2 separate regions of the Zea mays genome follow, and region 2 is linked to region 1. Evidence: chromatin contacts called from public Hi-C data. All regions are on one chromosome and are shown on one strand. Each heading gives the region's core, a stretch centred on a gene start, on an enhancer-like site or on the middle of the called end of the contact. The rest is flanking DNA. Distances are from core to core; before and after follow the strand shown. Region 1 holds the start of LOC100273404. Region 2 holds the start of LOC100284431 (harpin-induced protein).

Region 1 (7,375 bases), core at 1,777-4,276:
TCGTCAACACGCAGCAGGCCCCTACCTAGCGCGCCAACTGTCGACGTTTCGACCCCGGGGGGTCCCTGGACCGACGAGTAAATTGTCGCTGCGTGTCCCAACCCAGATGGGTCGGCGCGAGACGGAGCACAAGGGGAGAAACAGTAAGGGGAAACCGCGGCCTCGTGTTGTCCTGCGCCCAGGGCGGATGCGCTTGCAGTAGGGGGTTACAAGCGTTCGCGTGGGAGAGAGAGAGAGAGAGAGAGAGCCTAAGCCTTGCGCGTCAGCCCGTCCTCCCGCGCGGCCACCTTCTCGTACGAGGGCCCTGGACCTTCCTTTAATAGATGTAAGGAGAAGGCCCAGGTGTACAATGGGGGGTGTAGCATTGTGCTAACGTGTCTAGCAGAGGGAAGCCAGAGTCCTATGTACATGCCGACGTGGCTGTCGGAGAGGTTTTGGCGCCCTGTTCATGTGATGTCGTGGTCGTCGGAGGAGCGCCTGAGCCCTGTGGAAGCACAGCTGTCGGGGCTGTCGGATCCTTGCTAACGTCTCCTTGCTTCCGTAAGGGGCTGAGGACCGCCGTCGTCATGGAGCACGCGGGGCGCCATTATTACTTGTTGACCGGCACAAGCCAGATGGGACGCCGGTCTTGTTCCCCGAAGCCTGAGCTAGCTAGGGGTAGGGTAATGATGGGCCCCCCTGTGGCGTGGTCGGTCCGAGCCCGAGGTCGGGCGAGGCGGTGACTCCTCCGAGGTCGAGGCTGAGTCCGAGCCCTGGGGTCGGGCGAGGCGGAGACCGTCGTCCGAGGTCAAGGTTGAGTCCGAGCCCTGGGGTCGGGCGAGGCGGAGACCGTCTTCCGGAGTCGAGGTTGAGTCCGAGCCCTGGGGTCGGGCGAGGCGGAGACCGTCGTCTGAGGTCGAGGTTGAGTCCGAGCCCTAGGGTCGGGCGAGGCGGAGACCGTCGTCCGAGGTCGAGGTTGAGTCCGAGCCCTAGGGTCGGGCGAGGCGGAGACCGTCTTCCGAGGCCGAGACGGGGGCCGAGCCCTGGGGTCGGGCGAGGCGGAGTTTCCTATGGCGCCCGAGGCTGGACTTAGCTGCTGTCGGCCTCACTCTGGCGAGTGGCACAGCAGTCGGAGCAGGGCAGGCGGCGCTGTTTTCCTGTCAGGTCAGTCTGCGGAGGGGCGGAGTGACTGCGGTCACTTCGGCCTTGTCGACTGAAGAGCGTGCGTCAGGATAAGACATCAGGCCATCCTTGCATTAAATGCTCCTGCGATACGGTCGGTTGGCGTGGTGATCTGGCCAAGGTTGCTTCTCCGCGAAGCCTGCCCGAGCTGGGCCTCAGGCGAGTCGAAGGTGTGCCCGTTGCTTGAGGAGGCCCTCGGGCGAGGCGGGAATCTGCCTTGGTCTTACTGTTCCTGCCCGAGGCTGGGCTCGGGCGAGGCAAGATCGTGTCCCTTGCGCAGACAGAGCCAAGACCGGAATTGCGCCCATCAGGCCTTTGCAGCTTTGTGCTCATGGTGGTTACCAGCTGAGATTAGGAGTCTTGGGGGTACCCCTAATTATGGTCCCCGACAAGACTGAATCAAACATGCCCATAATCATGGAGGGAAACAAATAAGACATAAGTTAGACAGGATCAAACATGGGCAAAGGTATATTCATTGGGGGGTGCATTTGTGTGGGGGACAGATATCCCCCGGGTCCACTAGAAGGATAAAAGACCTCACGAAATGACCAAGGGCCCCATAATTCGTAAGGTCATCCCCTCGTGGGCCTGGGAAGAACAACCAGTGGAGTAGATTAACACAAGGCCGGGTCGGCGCAAGCCTAGACGACCCAACAAACTCGAGCAGTAATCACAACAGTGACCCGACCTTCCCGCGCAGGAGCCCCGTACAACGGAACCAAGCGAGGATGGGTCGACTGAATTATAGGAGGATAGACTCAGATGGTTCACTATTTCTTAGGCACACGTTGTTATCATATCTGCATGTAATGCCCCACGGTCGAGTATATAAGGCCTAGGGGACACCCCTTCAGAATAATCATTCACAACTCAGCCATCCACCCCAACTCTCTATGTTCCCCGCACTAGAGAGCTCCCTTGTAATCCACCACACAAAATATTCTCACCAGGACGTAGGGTGTTACGCATCTCAAAGCGGCTCGAACCTGTACACCATTGTCCACTGTTCCTCGTGCATCTAGCACGAACCATCGAGCTACAGTCGGTGACACCGTTCTGCACCTAAAAAGTACCTTGAGGGGCAACCCCGGGTGCGCGGTCGGACCCAAAACACCGACAATTTGCACCTTCTAAAAATTCAAATCGTGATTAGGGATGTCAATGGATCGGGTTCGGGTGGAGCAAAAATCTGTCCACAATCACACCCGTAAAGTCTACCAAAATTTGCCCGCGATCGCACCCGCGGGTGTAATTCTAAACCCGCACCCAAACCCGTCGGGTTTCGGATAGGTTTCGGGTCACCCACAAGTTTTACTCAATATACACTTTTAAACAATAATTCAGCTATACACAATTAAATACTAACAATAATTGAGTTATATATATGGATTTTATGTCTTCTCATGTTTAACAGCAATAAACACTTCATGAATCATTAGCTAAGTTACTTATTAAAAATAATTACTATTGTATAATAATCATTATTGCATAAAATAATGAATAAACCAAATTTTGGTCACCTGTAGATTGAAATATAAACTTATATCCACACTTTCAAAACTTCGGATCAGGCGCAGGTTGCACTTATGGATCAAAATCTTAATCCATATCCGCACTCATCGTGTCAGGTCTGACTATTGGATTTCGAGTTTAAAGGTTAAATTGTCATCCCTAATCGTGATGACTTTACCCAAAACCGTTTGTACAGAAGCAAAAAAACGGCGGTCATTTTGGATGGTTTTCGCCTGAACTTTTTGGCTTTGCCCTCCGAGCCTCTTTTTTCTGCTATGACAACTGTCGCCGCGCACATAAATGAAACGGACGCCGTTCCTCTTCTCCCCTCTTCCATAGCATAGCAGAGCAGGCGCACGGCGCACCGCACACCTCACTGCCGCTCCCTTCTCGTCTCCTCTCCTCTCCTCTCCTCGGCGGATCCGGCACCGACCCACCGCCCCTCTGCTCGCTCCTTCCGCCGGAATCGCTGCTCCTCTCTGTGCTGTCGATTTGTGCGGCGACTGTTAGTTTGGTTCGGTCCCATCCTTCTGTTGGTAAGTGATACTACCATGCCCTGAGAGGAAGAGGTGCTTTTGCCTTTTGCTTTTTAGTTTTAGATTAGAGTTGTTTCATTTCAGTTGATCCTGCCCTGAGAGTGAGATTTTACCTTTCACTCTTAGTTTTAGATTATAGTTCGTTTCATTTCAGTTGATCTTGATCATACCTTGCCCTGAGAATGAGATTTATGTCCTAATATGCAGCAGTAATCTTGCTAGCTTGATCGGATCCTGTACTAACCAGTTCGTGTCAGCTAGTATTTTCCGCTCCTTTGATCAAGAGGGGGGAGGAGGCAGTGCTTCATGTGTCATACCCGGATAATCGGAAGCAGAAATGGATTTGATATGCGGTGGAGGCGCTTGTTACTAGTCCTGGGTGGCTAGATCTCATCTCATGGTTCTGGTTTCAAGTGGAAAGTCCGTTACTCGTGGGAAACGAATGACTCGCATAGTTTTTCGTTGGATGTTTTTGCTCATCGCGTGGATAGCCGTGGGCCCACAATAGTTTCTGTAAATCTTGAGGCCAGGTTGGTCTAGATCCCATCCAGTGATTATTGTGACCTTGTGCTTGGCAGCCTAACTAGGTGCTTACTGAGCTTTTATTGGGCGAACCTTACATAGCTTTTCCTAGCTAATAAAAATATGTATATTCATGTCAAATACTGCTAACCCGAGCCAGAATCTTTGTCAGGTTATCTTGGTCTAAACAGCTCAATCTTTCAACCAGCCAGCTATTGTTTTTCCCCCCCTTCCCTTTTGGCATAAACAATCCAGTTTATAATCTCTTGCTAGCTGGAATCGGAATGATGGGCGCCACTACTGACTTCTTGCTGGCACATGGACTTTAGGCTCCCATCGTCTACAGCTAAATGAAGTATCCAGCATAGGCTGGATGTGCAGCAGCAGCAATAATTCTGATCCAGTACAGCTTCTTCATTTTGTTAGGCTCAGTAGCACATGGGCGGGCAAGTGAGCATGTCTCTGCCTGACAGGACACCTTATGCCAGCTTATAGCTAGTATACAGAGCATAATTAATCCACTTTATGATTGATTCAGTGTTATATGCTTTTCCTTCAAAGTCGTTAGTCCTATTTACCAGCTGGTCCTTGTTCAGAGATTCATTGATGGTAATAATCTTGCTGCAACCTGAGTTCCTGACCTAGAGACAAGGCCTGCTAAATACAACCTTGCATTCCTTTTACTTGGCTATCACAAACTGCTCTTAGTTATCATTATGTGCCTGAAAACCATATGGCCTTTCTCTTATTAACTTAAATTTCCAAGCCATCTAGCATGAACTAGGTTAAAAAAATTGTGCTTTAACAAGTGAATATTTGAGATGGTCTCTGAATTCAGATTGTCTGTGCAGATCAATGGCTGACGGTGAGGATATCCAGCCACTTGTGTGTGACAATGGCACTGGAATGGTCAAGGTTCGATGCTCGTTCTATCTACCATGTTCATTCATTCATCTCTGAAACCTGTAAAGGCAGTTGTTGCAGAATGACCAGCCCATGCTTCTCTCTGCAGGCTGGCTTTGCTGGTGATGATGCGCCCAGAGCAGTGTTCCCTAGTATAGTCGGCCGCCCTCGGCACACGGGTGTGATGGTTGGAATGGGCCAGAAGGACGCCTATGTAGGTGACGAGGCACAGTCAAAAAGAGGTATCTTGACCTTGAAGTACCCCATTGAGCACGGTATCGTGAACAACTGGGATGATATGGAGAAAATCTGGCACCACACCTTCTACAATGAACTGCGTGTTGCTCCTGAAGAGCACCCAGTTCTGCTGACAGAAGCACCTCTGAACCCAAAGGCAAACAGAGAGAAGATGACCCAAATTATGTTCGAGACATTCAATGCACCAGCAATGTATGTTGCTATCCAAGCTGTCCTTTCCCTGTATGCCAGCGGTCGCACTACAGGCACGTGTCCACTTTCACCTCTTATTAAAGTTTTTCTAGGACAACGTCTCTGATTCTCGTCATTGGTGATCTGACGACACCATTCTACTACCTATGTCTCGGTACTCTGTGTGCAGGTATTGTGCTCGATTCTGGTGATGGTGTGACCCACACCGTGCCAATCTACGAGGGATACGCGCTCCCTCATGCCATTCTTAGGCTGGATCTTGCTGGCCGTGATCTGACTGACTGCCTAATGAAGATCCTCACGGAAAGGGGTTATTCCTTCACCACGACGGCAGAACGGGAAATCGTGAGAGACATAAAGGAGAAGCTGGCCTTTGTGGCCCTAGACTACGAGCAGGAGCTGGAGACCGCTAAGAGCAGCTCCTCCGTCGAGAAGAGCTACGAGCTGCCCGATGGGCAGGTCATCACGATCGGCGCGGAGAGGTTCAGATGCCCAGAGGTGCTTTTGCAGCCGTCGCTGATCGGGATGGAAGCTCCCGGCATCCACGAGACCACCTACAACTCGATCATGAAATGTGACGTTGATATCAGGAAGGACCTGTACGGGAACATCGTCCTCAGTGGAGGGACGACCATGTTCCCTGGCATCGCTGACAGGATGAGCAAGGAGATTACTGCCCTCGCGCCGAGCAGCATGAAGATCAAGGTCGTGGCGCCTCCTGAGAGAAAATACAGTGTTTGGATTGGTGGCTCGATCCTTGCGTCGCTCAGTACGTTCCAGCAGGTACTTATTAACATGACCCTATCGTCTTGCTGTAACACTTATGGTCTTACCATGGAGATTATATGCTTTCTTGGGTGCCTTATTGCTTTTATCATGTCTTCCTTTTTTAAGTGAAACCATCAATCAATCAAATCGACATGTGCACATGAACACATAACAATCATAAGTTGTCGCCGTAGGTCATGGATATGAACTGATCACTTTTAATGTTTACTGTTTCTTCACGGTATAGGCTTCTTACTCCAATAATTTTGCTGTTGCAGATGTGGATATCCAAGGATGAGTACGATGAGTCTGGCCCTGCTATCGTCCACCGAAAATGCTTCTGAGCTAGCTATCTGCCGCGCCTTTCATAGCGTGTCAAGCTGTTGAGATCTGCGTTGTTGAGTTGAGTGTCTCTATGGAGTATCACATACTTTCTGCATGAGGGGGGAAGAGTATACCCAACTAAGCGCATGCCTTTCGGATGCCCTGCTTCGTGATTCAGATGCTGCTTTCTTTCAAGTGATATGTCGATGTAGTGTGCGAGCAATGTATTTGGTTTGGCTACAGCTGTTCCTGTCGTCTGTGCGTAAAACATTAGCTATGTATCTATCCATATCTGCATATTTGAATGTATGGTCGTTTTCTCATATGGTGTCAAGTTAAAATTCTTATGTTCTCTTATTAAATTTTAGTTACCCATATGTGGCCATAATAGCCATGATATCTTGTGAAAGGGTCTTTAGCTGGGTTGGTTGGTTGGTCTAATAAGTATAATATTTTGTGAAAGGGGATTTAGCTGTGGTGGTTGGATGATCTGAATAACACTTCTCCTGTCCTGAGTTTAAAAATATCTTGTCTGTTATTCTAGGGACTTTTTTTTAATATAATACCAATGAGCTATCTTATGAGTTTGTTTTGCACAAAAAATGAATCAAATTTGACAAAAGTACTTAAGCAAAAATAGGAGAATTGCCGTCGTTAATAAGTTAGGCAGGACAGAGAGCCCGACAAGAGCCAAACACTAGAAGTACGCCAGTTCAAATCTGCTACTGCTATCTGCCACTATATGTGTACATTTGTGCTGTGCCTAATAGACCGGCCCAAAGCACACAATTTTTGGCACGACCCATATCTGGCACGGCCCAACCTAATTGTGGGCCTGGGTTGGCACGGCCCACATTGTAGGCCGTGCCTGGGCCTCAAGTCAAGCCCACGGGCCGGCCTGGCACGGCCATTTAACTAAGGCCCACCGAGACCCATTGAATATAGACTCAATATTTAACTAAGGTTCGTTAAAGCCCACATGACTAGCATAACTTGGAGAATCTAGATCTTCAATAAGCCATTGAGAACCAATACCTAGATATGGATAGTGAATAGTGATGATGATCATTGTATATGTATTATGTATGGATGTATAGTACTCAATTAAACACTAAACAGAGAACTGAATATTATTTGTGACCTAGTTGTAATATTTTTTCTTTCTGATCAAAGGTTTATAATGTGCATCCACAAAA
Region 2 (7,712 bases), core at 3,128-5,627, 130 kb before region 1:
TTGGTACAAATGAACTGTTTTGTCTATTTTGGTTATATAATTAGAGTTTTGGTGCGTTCATCTCAGTAATTATGATGTGATCTTTTGCATTCACCTCCCTATTTTTTCCCTCTTGCTGTAGTCATGTTGGCCTTACTGAGCGATTCGAACTTTTCATTTGTGGTCGTGAGATTGGCAATGCGTTTTCTGAGCTCACAGACCCAATTGATCAGGTAAGAATGTCCTGGTTTCTTAGGGGGTGTTTGGGATGGCTCCAGGTTCAGTTCCAGTGTGGAGCTGTAGTTTATAATATCAATTTAAATAGTTTTAAAAATATTTGTAATTTAAATAATAAACAAAATGATTTATCTAAATGTCTTCTAAAGGCTCCAGCTCCACGATTTTCTGGAGCACCTGCTCCACCAACTACACTAAATTTTCTGGAGCTGTATAGCTGTCACAAACAGGGCCTTAGTGCATGCCTAAATGCCATTATTAGCAGTATTTCTTTGCTAAGTTCTGTAAGGAGTATCAAACATTGAGTATTTGGAATCTTATGCATGTAATTAAATAATTAGTACTATTTCAGTTCACAATCTGTAAAACTACATCATGTGGTACAGTAGTAGACCATTATGAATATTTTTTCCCCTTCAAAACTTTCTTTGTTCCACTGATGGCATGTACTTGAAATAAAAACAAAGGCGGACCAAGGTGGTTGTTTAACTTTCAATAGTCTGTCCGTGATGTAGCATCATAGTACAGCTGTCACGTCCCTGAGGATGTAGCTGTGGGAGCTCGCTGGCCACCGGTTTCCTGCCCGTGGTGGATGGTGGCAAGGTAGATAGGGAGATGAGATAACAGAGAAAGGAAGTGAAAATAGGATTGGTTGTAATTGCTTGTTTATTCCTTGATCACTACTGATTATAAAGGATTTACAGACACAATCCTCTCCTAGACTCTAGCTTGGCTGAACCAGACCTTCCTGATTGATCCCAAATACCCCTCCTTTTGCCTAATTAGCCCCTATTACCAGCGCCTATAAATGTTCCCGACCGTAACAATAGCTCAAGGTTACACCTGGAAACTGGGGAGAAAAGGAAGATGTAATTCAGTCTGAGTTATATATTATGTTATTTAGGTGATCATTAAGATAGATGGAAATCACAATTTGCTTGTTAGATCATTTCAAATTCAAACGTGCATTTTCAAATTTAAATGTTTCTTTATTGCAGAGAAGCCGTTTTGAAAATCAAATAAAACAGCACAATGCTAAGCGTGCTGCAATGGCTAAGGAGGTCAAATCTACCGAGGGTGAAGGCGACGACGATTACTCGTATGAAGTTTCTTTAGACGAGGACTTCTTGACTTCATTGGAATACGGAATGCCACCGGCATCAGGAATGGTAGGACTGATTAAATTGTGTATTTTCGCTACTGCTAACACGCTATTGTTCTTGGAACTGCAAATTATTTGGCGAGAACCTATATCTTCCGTGACTAATTTTTTTGAGTAACCTTACACCAGGGCCTCGGTATCGACCGGTTAGTAATGCTTTTGACGAACTCTTCTAGCATAAGGGACGTTATTGCCTTTCCTGTCTTGAAGATTCAGCAATAGATCCCCTTCATTCTGTGAAGAGGCGTGGCTGCTGAAGAAAACACCAGCAGCCTTCCTTTTGTGCTTGGTTCAGTACAGCAGGTTTTATATCTGCTGACCTTTTTATAGCTCATAGATGTGGCCATTTATTATTTGATGATGTAATTGAGATGTACTATAGTTCAGAGTCCAAGCCGATATTAAAAACTTTATAGATGTTTGAATAATAATGGAATCCACATTTTACAATTAATGTGCTGCAAAACAGCTATCTCCACTGGATACTCTGATTCTTCAGTGACATGGTTGCCTTGAACTACCATTTAAGAGATTCTTTGGTCTATGGACTGCTGTGTTGCTTAATGCCTTGTTTTTATTGTTTGGGGCTGGTTTGGAGGGCTCCAAACAGTTCCAACGCTAAGAGCATCTCTAATAATGTCTCAAACTAGTGTCTCAAATTAAAATGTAGACTTTTTTTAGGAAAAACTACTTCAATATTGTATCATTTCAAAAAAAATTGGTTAAAAATTTATAGAGCACTTTCTCAAGTGCCTTAAATATACTACACCGTAGTGGACTGTCATATAATCTAGATTGGGTCTTTAATGTTGGAGAATGTTTATTGTTACTCTAAATTCTATAAAATATACTTATTTTTAAATTATAGGATATTTTTATAGACCACTTTGTTGGAGTTTCTGTAAGGTGTCGAGAGGAGCCTGAGCCCGGTAGTGACTTGAGGCGAGCCAGTAAAAAAAACTTCATCCATTTTCAGTTCGTTTTGAAGGAGAGAAAAAAGGCTTTGTTGGATCGCTGATTGCGTGGCTACCTGTGACTGAGTAGTATATTTAGTTTATTTATTTTTAGTTTAGAGGGTGTGGGTGAGTTTTGTAATGGTTTTTAGAGCATTTCTAAGAGTACAGAGAACATTTCCTTGACCCACAATGTTTAGCAAGATTAATAAGACATCTCTAACAATTCTCAAACCAACCTCAAATCTTTTGGCACCTAAAAAACTTACCCTTTTGAAAGATTTGTCTCGAAGACTTAGGAGTGTTTGGTTTGAGTAATCACTCCATTTAAAACAAGGTGACCCATCATGAGTCCATTCCTTAATAGGTGTTTGGTTTGAATAATCACTCATTTAAAACGAGGTGACACATCATGAGTTTATTCCTTAACAGAGTGTTTGGTTTGAGGAATCACTTCATCCAAATTAAGGTGGTGCATCATAGGTTCATTCCCCAAATTTAGTGGGATAACTCAATTCTTTATATTAGTACTAAGAATGAGATGGTGATGAATCAACTCATTCTATTCCACAAACCAAACAAAAATAGTGAGGAGTGAGAAAATGGACTAGCTCATTACTCAAACCAAACACCCTATAAATTTAGTGGGATGATCCTATTCTCGTTAGTACTAACTAACTATGAGGAATGTGATGGTGACAGATCGACTCATTCCATTACACAAACCAAATAAAAAATTAGGAGTAAAAAAATGATGGACTAACTCATTTTTTAAACTAAACACCTTAATGAATGACTAGTGTGTCTTGAGCATACGCATGGAGGTTGCCTTGAGACACTTTTCTTCCTTTCTAAATTTTTTTCTCTAACACACTGCACAGTTTTAGCGGAGCATAAAGCTATCCGGTATGCACCACAGTACTAGATTGGTCTCACTAGGTGGTACGAGTTTCAAGGCAGGGTAGGTCACTGGATGTGTCTGTGTCCGGTGTTGGCATCGGACATAACTTAGGATGTGTTTGGTTTGAGTTTAAAGTAGGATAGGCGAGGACAACACCATCCTCTCGATTTTCTGGGATCACGCCGCCAAAAAATACTCCGGTGTTTACCTCGTCTACATGTGACTCTCATCCAAACACTATAGAAACTTTAGCCGCCCCCTTCCATCCATCCTTGTACATCCAACCAAACACACTCTTAGAGTACCTGTAAAATGGTTCCATCATACACTTAACATGTCTGGTGTTGACACCAAATGCGGCATCAGACAGGGAACTCAGAGAGCTTGTAATTCGGTATATTAGCTATAACATGCACAAAATGTGTTCGGTGTGTGAACCAGATACCTAACATACAATAACGACTAGTTTAGAGTCATTGTAATTATAGCTATCAGAGATACATTGAATGTGCCTGATGCCCCCAAAATCTACTCCTCAAGAAGGTAATGATTTGATTTCTTCGAGGTCTAGAAATAGACCTTGTAGCCAGCCTTGACTAGCATCTTACCACCCAATTCACTTGCGTACATCTCTTGAGAGCTAAGAAACACACTCCACTCATTTGCATCCCTTGGATCATCATTTGGATGAGATTAGAGAGCTTCTAGTGCATTGGATATAATTCTTATATCTTGTGACACTAGTTGAGTGGCTTAGACTAGTGACTAGTCATTCTCTTATTACTCTTAGTGATTGTCATCTTCTAGACGACCCAACGTTCATAGGATCATCGACTGGATATTGGTGATTGTTACCAGCTCCCATCATCGATTGTAAGAGACTCTTGTGCCTTTTCCTGTTATAGCTTCAGGAAAAAGTTGTTTTTATAAAATTCAAGAAAAAAACTAATAGAGTTAAGCTATATTCCCTCCGTCCTAAAATATTTGTCACTATAATATTATATTTGTGCTGGTCAAACTTTCTTAAGTTTAACTAGATTTATCAAAAATATTAGCATCATTTGTATCTCTAAATAATTTTACTATAAAAATAGATTTAAATATCTATCTAATAATACTAATTATTTATTATAAATATATAAATATTTGCTTAAAGTTAAACATTGTTGATTTTTCGAGAACGACAACTAATTTTGTAACGGAGTAAAGGCATGTTTGGTTCGTTGCCTCAATTGCCACATTTTGCCTAACTTTTCTGCCTAAGGTTAGTTATTCAATTCGAACGACTAACCTTAGGCAAAGTGGGGCACAGTTAGACACAAACCAAAGAAGCCTTAAGTACTGTACCCGATTTGGCACGGGCGCTGGCGCGCTCTCCCCCCAGTAAAGTGCACCAGCTCACCAACCAGCGGCCGGCGGCCGGTGGAAGTGGAGCAGCATCTCCGTCCAGCGACACAACCCGTCTCCTGAATCCTGATTAATTTCACTTGCAATGCCCTTCCATTTCTCCAAGATTTCGGATTGGTGGGTGGCTGATTTCCCCGAGTGTGACCTTCCTCCGTGTCCCTTGTCCGGCGATGACCCCAACCAAGTCTTGGTCGTCGTCCCCTGGCCGGCTGGCCCTCCCTCTTTTATTCGTTCTTCAACAATAACAATCGGTGAGTGGCAGGCAGGGCGATTGATTCTCTCAACACCAAGCAGCACCGTTGCCTTGGATAGCCAGCCAGAGGCCCGCAAGATCCGCGTCCCCCACCCGACCACCCCCACACCCGAGCAGCGCGGGCGGCCATGGCGTTCTGGGAGGGCTGGTGCGGCGGCAAGGGCGACGGCTGCTGTGACGACTGCAGCTGGACGCAGCTCGCCATCTGGGCCGCCGCCATCGTCGTCGTGGGAGGCCTCATCACCGTCCTGGTGCTCGCCTTCGGCGTGGTGTTCCCGCCCAAGGCCACGGCCGACGACGCCGTGCTGCAGCGGTTCGCGCTGGCGCCCGCCGACCCGGCGTCCAACTCCACCATCTCCTTCAACGTCACCGCCACGGTGTCGCTCCGGAATCCCAACATGTACCGGGCCATCGAGTACGGCGCGCTCGCCGTGACCTTCTCCTTCAACGGCACCCGCTTCGATGACTCCGCGTCCGTGCCGGGGTTCAAGCACAAGGCGCGGAAGACGGCGACGCTGAGCGTGAGAGTCGGCGGCGTGGGCAAGCCCATCAAGCTGACCAGGCCCGGGGTGGGCGAGTTCCGGGCGGAGAACGACACGGGCAGCTTCGGCGTGGAGATGCGGCTGGACACGGTGCTCCAGTACAAGGGCCGGTCCGCCAAGTGCCCGCTCGTCGTCGTCTGCCCGCTCCAGCTGCAGCTCGTCGACCCCGACGTCGCCGCCACCGCGTTCCAGCGGACCAAGTGCACTATCCTCCGGGCCAAGAAGTCCGGGTGCTAGCTGACTCAGCTCCGGCTCCATTGGTGGCCTGGCTAGCTCCGTTGGGTGGCTTTCGTTTCTTTCTTTTCTTCATGTGTAATTAACTGATTGTTTCTTCAAGACAGGAGGAGATTTGTTCCTCTTCTTGCTTCTCTTTTTCCAAGAGATTGATAGCTGTTGTAGTGTTGTGTACTTGTGTGTGCTTTGAAGAGTATTTGTAGGAGTGGAGAAGTTCAATTGGATGTGCAGAAATTTCTGGAAATTTGCAACTATGGATACACTGTCAATTGTCTGTGATCCTCTTTCTAAGCGATTGTGGTTGTAATCTGGGCAATACTTGTTGAGCTCCAGTCCAGCTGGGTGCTGTTGCGTTGGAAGGAACCTTCGTGCAGTCAACTGAACCGAACCGCATCTGTCTACTCTGAGTGTGTTTGGATGAAGATACTAGAGAGGTTAAAATCGAATTAGGAGGATGAAAGTGGATATCTGAATGGTTAAAACAAACTAGTCGGTTGCCCGTGCGTTGCGACGGCTTACAACAATACCCACGTAAACTATCCATTAAAAAATTTCAAGATTTTTTATTGATTGTCTCCGCTCTCTGTATAATATATTTTTTTGATTTGGCTAACTGATGTTATTGTTTACTCAATGCAAATATGTTTTGGTACAACACGGCCAATGAAGTGAGCGATTATAAGAGAGTTCACAATGATTGACTGAATGAACAGAGATTATAAAATGACATAATTCCATCATACAGAGACCAAATAAGAGAAAGTTTGTGAGATCAAGTTTCTAAAATAAGTCCCATGAAGTCAAACTTATAAAAAAAGATATATCAAAATATGGAGTGATGCTAAAGTCAGGCATAAATAAAAACTGGATGCGCTCCATATAAATTATGCTACTTCGTAGCAATTACTAACGTTTAAAACCAATAAATAACCTTTATTTTGCTGTTAGTGTGACAAATCATTGCTGTTCCATTCAATTCAGCAACCTCAAACACCATGTATTCCATTGTGCCAATGTGGTCTCAGAAACGACCTAATGCTTGCAAGAGCCAAGAACATCGTGTCGTGCTTGGGCTGTAGCCTCGGCCTGACACGATTATTTTTTTTATTTTACAAAAAAACGTATATACATACATACAATTTATATTTAATATTAAAAACATCTTAGCGTGATGTTCTACTGGTTAGACAGCTTCACCCAATGTCTCCTGCCCTTCTTCCATCAACGCATGGGTTCGAACCCCATCTCCTGCACCGTTTTTTTAATATTTTACGCTGATTTAATTAAATGGATCGACGGGCTAACGGACTGGCCCGATACAGTTAGCAGGCCGGCATGACGTGCCTGTGCCATAGTTGTGGCCCGCGTGCATCTATCCCGTGTCGGGTGTCATTACGCTGATTTAATTAAATGAATCGACGGGCTAACGGGCTGGCCCGACACAGTTAGCAGGCCATATAGACGTGCAGCGGATTAATTTGAAATAGATGTGAGGGGTTATTTGTAAAAAATGACACACGACGACCGTTGAAACTGGTGCTTTAAGTATAGTATAGATTTAATATTTTAAAATGTGTATGTATTAAATTTGGTAATGAATTTTTCTTATGTTATAAGTACATTATTACAAACTATGAACAGAATTTTGCATAAATTATTTTGTGTCATTTGCTCCCTACAACCAAAAACGTAAAAAAAATATTGATATCTATATTTGATTCTGTATATATCTATTATTTGAGAAGATATATGATAAAATTGAGGTTTTTATTTATCTTTACATGCGCAGTGCTAAAAAAAGAATACAAATTTGTATTACAGATTTTATATTCTAATGTTCGCAATCAAAAAATTGGTATCCGAATAAGTATCCATTTTCATCCTCAATTAGATCCAATAGCAAATCTATCTAGTATTGAAAATGAGTTGCAATATAAATCTATTGTTTGGATGTAACAGAGGGAGGGTCGGTCCACCTTCTACTCATGACCTACAACCCTTAGGTCTGTGGCCCACTCATGACCTATCGAGCCTAGGCCTGAGT

The links. A called contact is a pair of places that touch in the nucleus more often than the background predicts.
Region 2: a Hi-C map of leaf shows a contact between it and region 1, with 5 times the contacts expected there. The contact joins the promoter of LOC100284431 here to the promoter of LOC100273404 in region 1. A contact is called at or near these places in 13 of 25 Hi-C or Micro-C datasets (bundle sheath, ear, endosperm and 5 more) and 2 of 3 datasets of contacts at active chromatin or transcription factors (leaf and seedling).

The regions. Positions count from the first base shown.
Region 1 is chr1:302,970,523-302,977,897 of Zm-B73-REFERENCE-NAM-5.0, reverse strand. It overlaps LOC100273404, which reads left to right and starts at 3,026. Exons shown (of 5, transcript NM_001147841.1): 1 at 3,026-3,212; 2 at 4,586-4,649; 3 at 4,747-5,140; 4 at 5,257-5,870; 5 at 6,134-6,524. The coding sequence starts at 4,590. The coding sequence ends at 6,199.
Region 2 is chr1:303,104,081-303,111,792 of Zm-B73-REFERENCE-NAM-5.0, reverse strand. It overlaps LOC100284431 (harpin-induced protein), which reads left to right and starts at 4,377. Exons shown (of 1, transcript NM_001157326.2): 1 at 4,377-5,924. The coding sequence starts at 5,021. The coding sequence ends at 5,671. It overlaps LOC103645723 (lysine--tRNA ligase, chloroplastic/mitochondrial), which reads left to right. Exons shown (of 14, transcript XM_020547036.2): 12 at 122-212; 13 at 1,215-1,385; 14 at 1,508-1,922. The coding sequence ends at 1,600.